Regions from separate parts of the Gossypium hirsutum genome. Here region 1 is linked to region 2. Evidence: chromatin contacts called from public Hi-C data. All regions are on one chromosome and are shown on one strand. Each heading gives the region's core, a stretch centred on a gene start, on an enhancer-like site or on the middle of the called end of the contact. The rest is flanking DNA. Distances are from core to core; before and after follow the strand shown. Region 1 holds the start of LOC107914577 (integrin-linked protein kinase 1). Region 2 has its middle 9.6 kb from the start of LOC107915865.

Region 1 (4,748 bases), core at 1,882-4,381, 78 kb before region 2:
TGATTCTGTTTCTACAATCAAAACAGATTCTGTTAGGAGAAAACTTCGTGTTGAACACAAGAAAAAGCAAGAAATGTTGAAGGGAAGTAATACTGCAAAAGGTGATGCAGTTTCCAGTGGTTTCAAGTGAAATAGACTGTGCTAGAATATCCTCAGAAAAAGGAGAGAATCTCGGTGAAAAAGGCTTGAATGAGGACTTTCAATTAATGATTTTGCATGGCCATCTTCCTTGGCGACCGAATTTGCATCTTATTTTGATGAGCCTCAACCATCAATGTGGATTTGTTCTCTAAACTTTTGCCTAGAGTTTATATTGGAAGGGGGAATGCAGGAAAGTCAGTTTGCACATGTAAGGTACATTCCTTTTTGTACATTGCTTTTGTGTGCCAAGTTTGCATGCAACTATTTTATCCAAATAAAAGCAATGCTGCAACCGACTAAAAAAAAATATGAGTCTTCACCGGATTGTGAAAATGCTTACTGGACAGGATGCTTTACAAGCAGACCAACTTTAAAATTTTATTTTAGAATACTGAGCGTCTACTATTTGGCAGCAAGGCAACTTGAATTTTAAAAAGGGAAGCATGATTCAAGGCCAAATACAGACTCATTGGCAGATGCTCGGTTTATTGCTAAACATCATGTTGAGGTTGTTGCATCTTCACTCACTTGCTTAGCTGATGCGAAGTCATCCACGGGATTTGGGGATTCAACCACCAATTTCCAGTAGTGTCCACTTCTGAATATACCTTGTTGCCTTGCATCAGATACTGACCTGTCTCATCGAAAGAACTTGATTGTTGTGATCTACAATTTTTGGGGATGGAAAAGAGAGGACATAACATGTTTTATTGTTGTTAATAAAGCTGTTATTGTTCATTATTATGAGGGCGGAAAAATTGAGTCACAGCTTGTTCCCACAGTAGATGTCTATGTGGAACTAAGCTATTATGCTAGAGCATATTTAGGAGCTAGATCAACATCAAGAGAAGCACATAGTGTGAAAGAAACTTCAAGGGCTGAAAGGGCATCTGTATATGCAAAAAGTGTTGCACAGAGCGTAGAAGCTGATACAACAAGTGCCACACCACTTTCAAGATTTTCCTCTCTACAACCTACTTTAAGGGGGGCAAAAATTGGTGGTTTGGGAAAAGTAGTTCTTGCTTTTGATGCAAATGGAATTTGAGGTCAGGTTTAACAGATCTATTCCTGAGGGCAATGACCTTAGTGGATTTTGTGAAGATCATGGTTTCTTCTGTGCTGCTACCTCGCTATGCCTGGACAGTTCTGGAGGTGATGTTCAGAAGCTGGTTGTTAATGAACTTTTTGTGGTTGCATCGAATGAAAACCAGCCCCTTAATGTTGTTTGTGAAGGACATAGAGAAGTCTAGAAATAAAGATGGAGGCTAGCTACAGCAAAAACAAGCATGACAGATCTTGTATCAAGGTTGAATCAAGAAGTTGCATTTGGACAGTTTCGAGAAAAAAAGGTCAAGGATTTGGTAGTGGAACTCAAAACCACTAGAGAATATTGTGATGAAAACATGCAGCAAGGTGTTTTTTTTGAAAGAGAAAGATTTACTCAAATATAGTGGAATATGGAGTTAGTTTGGAAGCAATGTTTGGAGATGGAATTGAAACTAAAGAATGAACAAGATGAAAAGGCACATGTTGAGTCATTAAAGATATTAATCATGGAGAAGAGGCTGCAAAGAGCCGATCTAGAAAATTATGCTGAAGTGGCGAAACTTTTCTCACCGGAGTTGAATTTTTCAAGCGGGGAGATGAGATGGGAGCTTTTCTTTTTATTACAATATTTTATTATGACAGTTTGATCTTATAATATTTTAAGTATGGATGTATTTTAGACGGCTAGTATCATTATTCATTAGGATTTAAACTTAGGATTAGGGATAAAACTTTGTTTACAAGAAAGCCTAGTTGCAAGAATGAAAGTCTTTGAATTCATAGAAAATTAGAGGTTTTCTATAACCTAAGTTTTCTAGAGTTCATCTTCTTTCCTATTCATAGTTCAGCCCTAATTTGTTTATTTACTGCCTGTTTTCTCCTCTAAACCACACCACACAAGATCCCAATAATCAATCAAAGCTAAATAGCTTAAGCATTGAAACAAAATCTAATCTAACATCTTTAAACTTCCATGTTCAAAACCAGTAAGTTGTATGAACAAAACCGACCAAAAAAGATGATTAATCACAATGATAACAATGAAATAGTTAAAACCTGCAAATAAATAATAACTTTCCCCGCAATTCAAACAAATAAAGGATTAAAAGAAAACGGACAAAAAATAAGACAAAATGAATAAAAAAGAAGGAAGAAGAAGAAACGTACCGTACTACCCCAACGGTCACGGGCATCAATATTAGCCTTCCTAACAAGAAGCAGCTTAACAACCTCAACATGACCTTCACAAGCAGCGATATGCAAAGCAGTACGGCCATCCAAATCAATACTATTAACGTCAACGCCTTCATTCAACAAATCTTCCACTCCTTTGGCATCCCCTCTACACGCCATGAAGAGCAGCTGCATGGTCGCGTCAAGGTTTTCCGGCACCGCCATATCATCGTGGAGGGGACTCCGCCTAATTGGGTCCAGCGACGACTGCCGACCAAAGCTGAATCTTTGATTGTTCTTCCGAGGGTCCAGCGATGTCTGCCGCGTGAACTGGCGGCTGAAACTCCGTTTTATTGACCCGGTAGAGAACTGGCGGGAGATTCCCCGGTTTAACTGAGCTGCTAATGCCATGGTGGTTTCTTAGGATACAATTAAAAGGGTAATCCAGAAATTTGGAACAGCAACACAATTCACATAATCATCGATAAAACAAGGGAATGTGAAGAGGAAATCTGGATTCGGACGATCGAGAGCCAAATGGGGGAGAAAACGGAGAAGCAAGTTTAAGCTCAGGGATCCCGATATCGAGCCGAAGCCTGAATGAGGAGATGAAGGATAGAAGATTTGAGATCCGAGCGAAGCGCAGGGGGCCTAATAAAAAAAGAGAAAATCAAGGCAAAAAAAAAGATGGTCGAAACTTGGCTTTTGGATTTTCTCCTTTACTCTGCTTGTTTTTTGTTTCAACCCACGAAACCACCGAAAATGGCGTTCACCTAAATATTCATTTATAGTGCCATCTATCTTATTACAACGTACAACGTTGTGTTTGTTGCGAGAGACAAATGCCGAAAAAAACCCATAATTTATTCTTTGAATTAATTTCAATAATAATAATTTTTTACTTTTTAATCAGTAAAAATTTTCAAAATGTTATCCAAGAGATTTTTTTTTCTAAAAGAATATGAATAATTACAGCTAGATTCAATTATCACTATATTCGATTTGATTTTGATTGACTTTTTCTCTAAAATAAAATAAATATTAAAATTACACTTAAATTTTATTTTAATATATAATATTTAAAATATAAATTTTAATTTAATATAATTATACACATAAAATTTTGATTTTTATTCAATTTTAAATAAATTTATTTATTTTTGTATTTGATTAATATAACTATTTGTATATATAATATATAAATATAAATTGATGCTAAACTGATAATATTATTAAACTTAAATTAAATTAAATTTAAAATTTATATATAAAATTATACAAAATTAAAATTTATAACGTTCACATTAAATTAAAATTTTTTGGGTAATTTTGATTTTTTTTCTTTTCTAAAACTAAAATACTACATATTAACTATTTTTTTCGAAAACAAAAAAAAACCTATTTTTTTAGGGGTAGGAAAAACGAAATTCTTATCATAGATGAAATTTGTTATGTTAGAGATAATACAATATCTAAATTATTATTTTTTCTTTCAAAGTTATTTCTATTATTAACTTTTTTTTATTTTTATGACGTTTTTATCTAGAAAAAAATATTATATAATATGGAGAAGGTTTAATTTAAAAGTTTTGAATAATGTATATAAAAAATTACTTTTTAGGGCATGTTGCATAAAATTATTCTTTTGATTAGTAATATAAAAATTTATGATAATTAAAGGGCATATTATTATTATTATTATTATTATTATTATTCAGTGTGTGGAATTTAAAATTAATAAGTGAGTGAATGGAGAGAATATAATACATTTATAGAAAAATATTACTTTTTCATTTTTGTACATGCTTCAAACGTAAATATAAAAAATAGTGTCATAAATATAATACGATACCTAATGTATACATAATAAATGGTATGGGCAAATTAGATACACTTATTCTTACTAAATTATTTGAATTTGATGGTAATGTTTATTAATTTATTTTTAAGTTATTTTGTGAAAATATTATTAGAAAATTCTTTAAACATTTTTAAAATTGTGAATTTAAAATAATTTTAAGGTAGGTTTAAGTATTTTAGTGGTTAAATATTGATATTTAGGGGTCAATAATCACAATAATTTTTATAGAGTAAAGTATCCATATCTGTTCTTGAGGTATAAATAGTTAATTCAAAAGTACTAATAATCGAGAGTTGTATTATTAAGTTTTTATCATTTAACGGTCTTAATTTTAAAAAAATAAAATTAATTTAATAGCAAGTAAAATAAAAATATGAGATTCTACAATGATTTATCAAAACAATCCAAAATTGGATGTGTAAACCAAATCTTAGGAGTATTGATAAAAAAATTCCACAAATATTTAAAAGCAAACTTTAAAACTCAAGTAAACCAATAGGTTATTGGAAATATAGACACTGCCTAA
Region 2 (5,076 bases), core at 1,038-3,537:
TTGCAATTGAGGTATTATTCTGTTACCGTTATTTTCCGGTTGTTTTAGACTCACACTGAGCTTTCGTAGCTCATTCCCTTAGTTTTCCCTTTCAGGTAATCCGTAAGCTTAGGTGTTGGACTCAGCAAACTGGAGGTCTCGAAAATGACACATTTTGGTTTAAATTAATAAAGTCTTTTATAAGTTTTAATAATCTGATTTTATTTAGACTGTAAGTAAATTTTATGGACTATGGTATGAATTTTGATTTTGTGATTTTTGTGAAACTTTGGTTTTTTTTTTATGGTTTCTGTTAAAAAATAAATGATGAATTTTTCGCTGTTACATTGATTTTGACATTTCAGTTAACGATTAGAAAAACTTGAATTATTTGCAACCCAAATAATAATTATCAATTTGGTTTATTTTAATCTTAACTACAATTAAATTATTGATTGCGACACGGAAAGTTAACTTCAATCAAATTTTGTTAAACATAAGATGAAAATGATTTTCAAAAAGAAATTTAAAATTATGAATAGTAATTTGTTTAAAGCCACTTCGGTGGACAATGTGACCTCCGGATTTCGATTAGAACTTCTGGGCCTGGTTTTGGGATATTTCATCTAGATTTTTTGAAATTTGGACATCCATCGTTTTAAATTATAAAAATTATTTTATATCCAAAATAACATGGACAAATAGAAGTCTAGATTCAAATGATTCTAAATGTCATTTTGTCTAGTTTCATTCTAGACATGTTTTTTTTTTGTTGTAATTTTAATTTTTTTACTATTTACTATTTATAAATTATTATGTCATGGATTTTTTAATTTATTAAGGCTTTATAAAGTATTGGTATGTTAGTATTTGATTTTACATATTTCAATATTGTTACAATTCCTTTTTTTATAAAATTAAAAATATATAAAATTACTAAAAAAGACGCTTTCAAAAAGAATTTGGACAAATTGTTATCCAAGTTTATCGGAATCGAGATAAACATTTATTTGGATTTATCTTGTAGTGAAATAATTTTTTTTATAAATTTATATATTCTAAAAAATAGATTTTGTAGATTTTATTTTTTATAATTTCAAAAATAACAATATAAGAACTTAATATTTTAAAAAATAAAATAAAATTGTAAAAAAGACTCCCGTCCAAAATGAATCTAGACTAAATATTGTCCAAAATCATCTAAATTTAGACATAAATATGGGCAACAAATTATTCAGGCTTGTTACAATCCATCACAAAAAATTTAAATGCAAATAATCATTTATTACATCCAAGCTTTACGCGCGAGATCTAGCTTAATCTAGCTTTACCCAAAAAAATCATTTCCATTAAGAAAAACAACTTAATCTAGCTTTCAGCATTCAAAGAAAAAGGAAATCACCAAACTTCCTAAAGCAATCATGAAATGATCCATACATGAGATCAACACCAAAATAACTTCCACTACAATCCGTCAACCACAAAAGAAAAATATATATATATATATATTGTGCGAGACACCGGTAACAACTATTAAAATTCATAAAGAAGTTTTTCAAAGGCTTTCATTTGGGGGATCTCTAAACGAGTTACCAGTGACAAACTCCCATCATTGACTGGACTTGGTAGTATGTAAATTTTGCCTTCATGGACGTCATTCCCTGGCCCCATATATATGGTACGACCCCATCCGAAATCTGCCTCATATATAGGCAACCAAATCCATGGAGCAACAGCAAGGTTAGTATGCGGTCCTGTAACCAAAGTGTTTGAATCAGACATTTTTTCAATGTAATCAAGAGCTGATCTTAAATATTCATCATTTATCTGATTTAATAGTTCATGGATCCTCTTTATGGTGTCAGTAAACGATTCAGTTTCAAGATCACCAGCTTGAGCAATTAATGCAGAACTAAAGATTACATTGCCGAAGTAGCCTGGTGGGAGAGGAGGATCCAATTTATATCGACCATCAACTGGAATACGCAGCTTGGTATCTTGGTCGGCGGAGAGACTTGCTTTACTTACACCGCCATATATGTGCAGCCAAGATGTTGAAGCTGCTATATTTTATACCACCGTTTGCATTTGCAACATTTGCTTTGGCTTTCAGGGTGTTCAATTGATCAGCTGTGAGCTTAAAGGTGGAGACAATGGATGGCTTATGATCATTTGATTGAGATCTTGATGCAGACTTCAATACCGGAGAAAGTCATCTTCAACACGGTGGAACTTAGGCGTTGGTGGGTCCCGAGCACGAAAAAGACTTCGATCGATGAATGGTGTAATGGCAGGAGACAAGCCCCGTGAGGTGTCAGCCCAACTATTGATGAATTAATGAAGAGCCACGGTGCCATCTCCTAAAGTATGTTGAACCCTACTCCAAGACAAACTCCACCGCATTTGAACTTAGTTACCTGGTAAAATATACACAAAATAAATCAACTATTATTATATAACTTTTTATATTTTATATCCTGTTTCCGATGAAATGCTTGCATATTACCTGCAATACAAGAAGTGGATAAGAAGATATTCCTCCAGAATAGTCGACTTTAGGGACTAAACGAAAAACTTGAGAGTAATCAGTAAAATCACCAATCAAATGTTCCATAACTGAAGTTTCAGCTTCAACGAATAAAACTCCTTCAGCGTTGCATATTATCTCAAGTCTTCCATTTTCATCATACCCCAACCTTCCAGCAATAGGGTAAAATGGGACAAGAATCTTGCTCAAAGCCTCTTTATGTCTTCCAGTATCAAAGAAATCAGAAGAACCATTTGGCTTATAATAGTATATAGTAGGGAGGTGGTATTTTGCCATCACTATATCTAAATTTGAGTTCCATAGACTTCTTTTAGAAGTGCCTTCAGCTGGACGAACAATGGTAGACTCCTTTATAGTAATCTCCATCTATAAATTAGATAACAAACTCCTTTGTCAGTCACATCATCGAATGAAAGGGATGAAAAGGCAGGTTTTGATATGAATGAAAATGAGGTAAGAACATGTACAAACTTCTACTTCTACTGAATGGTGAAAATAGTGATTTTTCTAATTAAAAAAATGGAATGAAATTATGATAGATGAAAAAGAAAGATTAGAATATTCATACCATGAAATAGTGTAAACAAGTGTTAGAAGAACAACGGTGTGAAGGGGGCGAAGGGAGACTTGAGCAGTCCCTGGTGAAGCCTTCGCGCTTACTTTAGATCCAAATTTGTGGTTCATATTTTCCGGTATTTAATCAAGTAGATCAAAATCACAGTGTCTTGGTACGCATCTAAGTTCCAGCTGGTCTCCATCCATTAATTCTAAATCTTGTATATTTATTAAGGTTAAATATAAAATTGGTACTTGAATTTGTCTATTTCTCTAAGATTGGTATTTATAGTTTTGTTTGTTTCAGATTGGTACCTGAACATTTTTTCGTCAACTAAATCGATTCCTGATTTTAATACTGCTAAGTGTAGGACACATGGCATAAATGATGTCATTATGATGTCATAATATAATTTTTCTTTTTACTTTTCTCTTCTGTAGTTTCAATTGTTTCTAACCAAAAACCAATTTTCATTTTCCAACCAAAAATCCCAAATCTTAATCCCCAATTTCTTCTCTTCTTATTCTTCTTCTTTCGACTTGAAAATGGCACCGGAATTTGTAAGTTAGGGTTTCCAATAAAGTTTTGGGAATGCCTAAAAATGAAGGGTGTTGGTGAAGAAGAAAAATAAGAATGAATCTGATTATGAAGATAAATTAGTTCTCGCTACAATTGATTCAACTGACGAGTCATAGCTGGTTTTTAGGGTTTAGGGTTATGTCGCGACACAAGACCTAATGTGTTGCAACATCACCTCTGTACTAGAAATTAATACGAGCCAATGGCATTTTGGTTTGCACAATCAATCATTAGGCTCGAGAGCATCAGCTGATCTAGGGTTAAGGACGACAACCACTCCAAATCTATAAAAAAGCTCAGTTAATACATGTAAAAGACACATTCTACTATTGTATAATTTTCTCTATATTTTTAGACCTTAGTTTTTCCCTTCTCTTAGGTTTTAGATTTTATTTTCATTCTTATTATTTACTTTTAGGGAGAAATCAGATTCAAAAGTTGTTCTCGAGCTCTATGGGATTTAGCTCTTAAATTCAATTCAATCAGGCTTCTTCTAAACTCTATTCTTAAAATTTTTCTTTATGTTCATTCTTTCATTCGAGTTTATATTGTTTATTAGATCCATGAGGAACTACTCCTCTTGTGGGAATTAGCTAGTGGAGGTGTGAATAATTAATTGTTTTGTAGGGATTTCTTAATGGATTATCTATTCAGGAAAGGAAGAATCTAAACCTAGGCCTGACAAACCTAGGAAGTCATTAAGGTGAGAATTAACCCAAATTTGGTATTGCCTATCCGTGAACACCTTAACCTACCAGTTTGGACGGTGAGGTTCGAAGATAAGTAGTTCTTGCTGATTCAATATTTCAGTGGACGTATCGCAAGATCCTACTAGGGTATTAACTAGTTGATTGAATAAGAAAGCCAAGATGACAATTGATTATGACTACCCGAAAAAATCTAATCACTCATGCTCAGATTCAATACATATTTGCTTATTTGATTTCTTGTTTTTCATTTATTTACTTTTATATATTTACTTATTTTTTTCTTGTAATTTATCCAAAAATCCCTTATTTAATTCTTGGTAAAATAATTTGATTGAAGTATTAATTAGATCTATTTATGCTTAGATTATAATTAATTTAGTGCTCGCCTCCTTTGGTTATGATCCTCGGAATACTTTACCTACTCCATTATAACTATATTACAACTTGACCCATATACTTCCAGATACCGCTTTTTCACATCTTTTGTGCAGGATTTTTACTTTGGACGTTGGTACATCCGAAGGCGGTCACTAAGCAGTATAACCAAAGTCATCGGTTAAACTTAGTATTTTCAGCTTAAAACTTAGTTCTCCAGAAACATGTACAACCCCTCAAAGGTTCTAAAAACTCTAAATATCATTTTCTATATGAAGGACTTTGAAACTTGCCAGCTGACTGGATTCCCAACTTTTCTGAATCTAACC

What was found. A called contact is a pair of places that touch in the nucleus more often than the background predicts.
Region 1: a Hi-C map of leaf shows a contact between it and region 2, with 1.9 times the contacts expected there. The contact joins the promoter of LOC107914577 here to the enhancer-like site in region 2. A contact is called at or near these places in 3 of 34 Hi-C or Micro-C datasets (all in leaf).

Annotation. Positions count from the first base shown.
Region 1 is chrD10:20,643,024-20,647,771 of Gossypium_hirsutum_v2.1, reverse strand. It overlaps LOC107914577 (integrin-linked protein kinase 1), which reads right to left and starts at 3,131. Exons shown (of 12, transcript XM_016843517.2): 1 at 2,356-3,131. The coding sequence starts at 2,772. It overlaps LOC107914578 (a long non-coding RNA gene), which reads left to right. Exons shown (of 2, transcript XR_001688925.2): 1 at 1-354; 2 at 555-2,024.
Region 2 is chrD10:20,563,827-20,568,902 of Gossypium_hirsutum_v2.1, reverse strand. It overlaps the pseudogene LOC107914557. Among protein-coding and RNA genes, the nearest start is that of LOC107915865, 9.6 kb to the left of the region's middle. Within about 2 kb of position 2,287, at least 3 of the 9 cell types and tissues checked have an H3K27ac peak or open chromatin away from gene starts, as enhancers often do. A contact at or near this core is called in leaf, where this site is marked.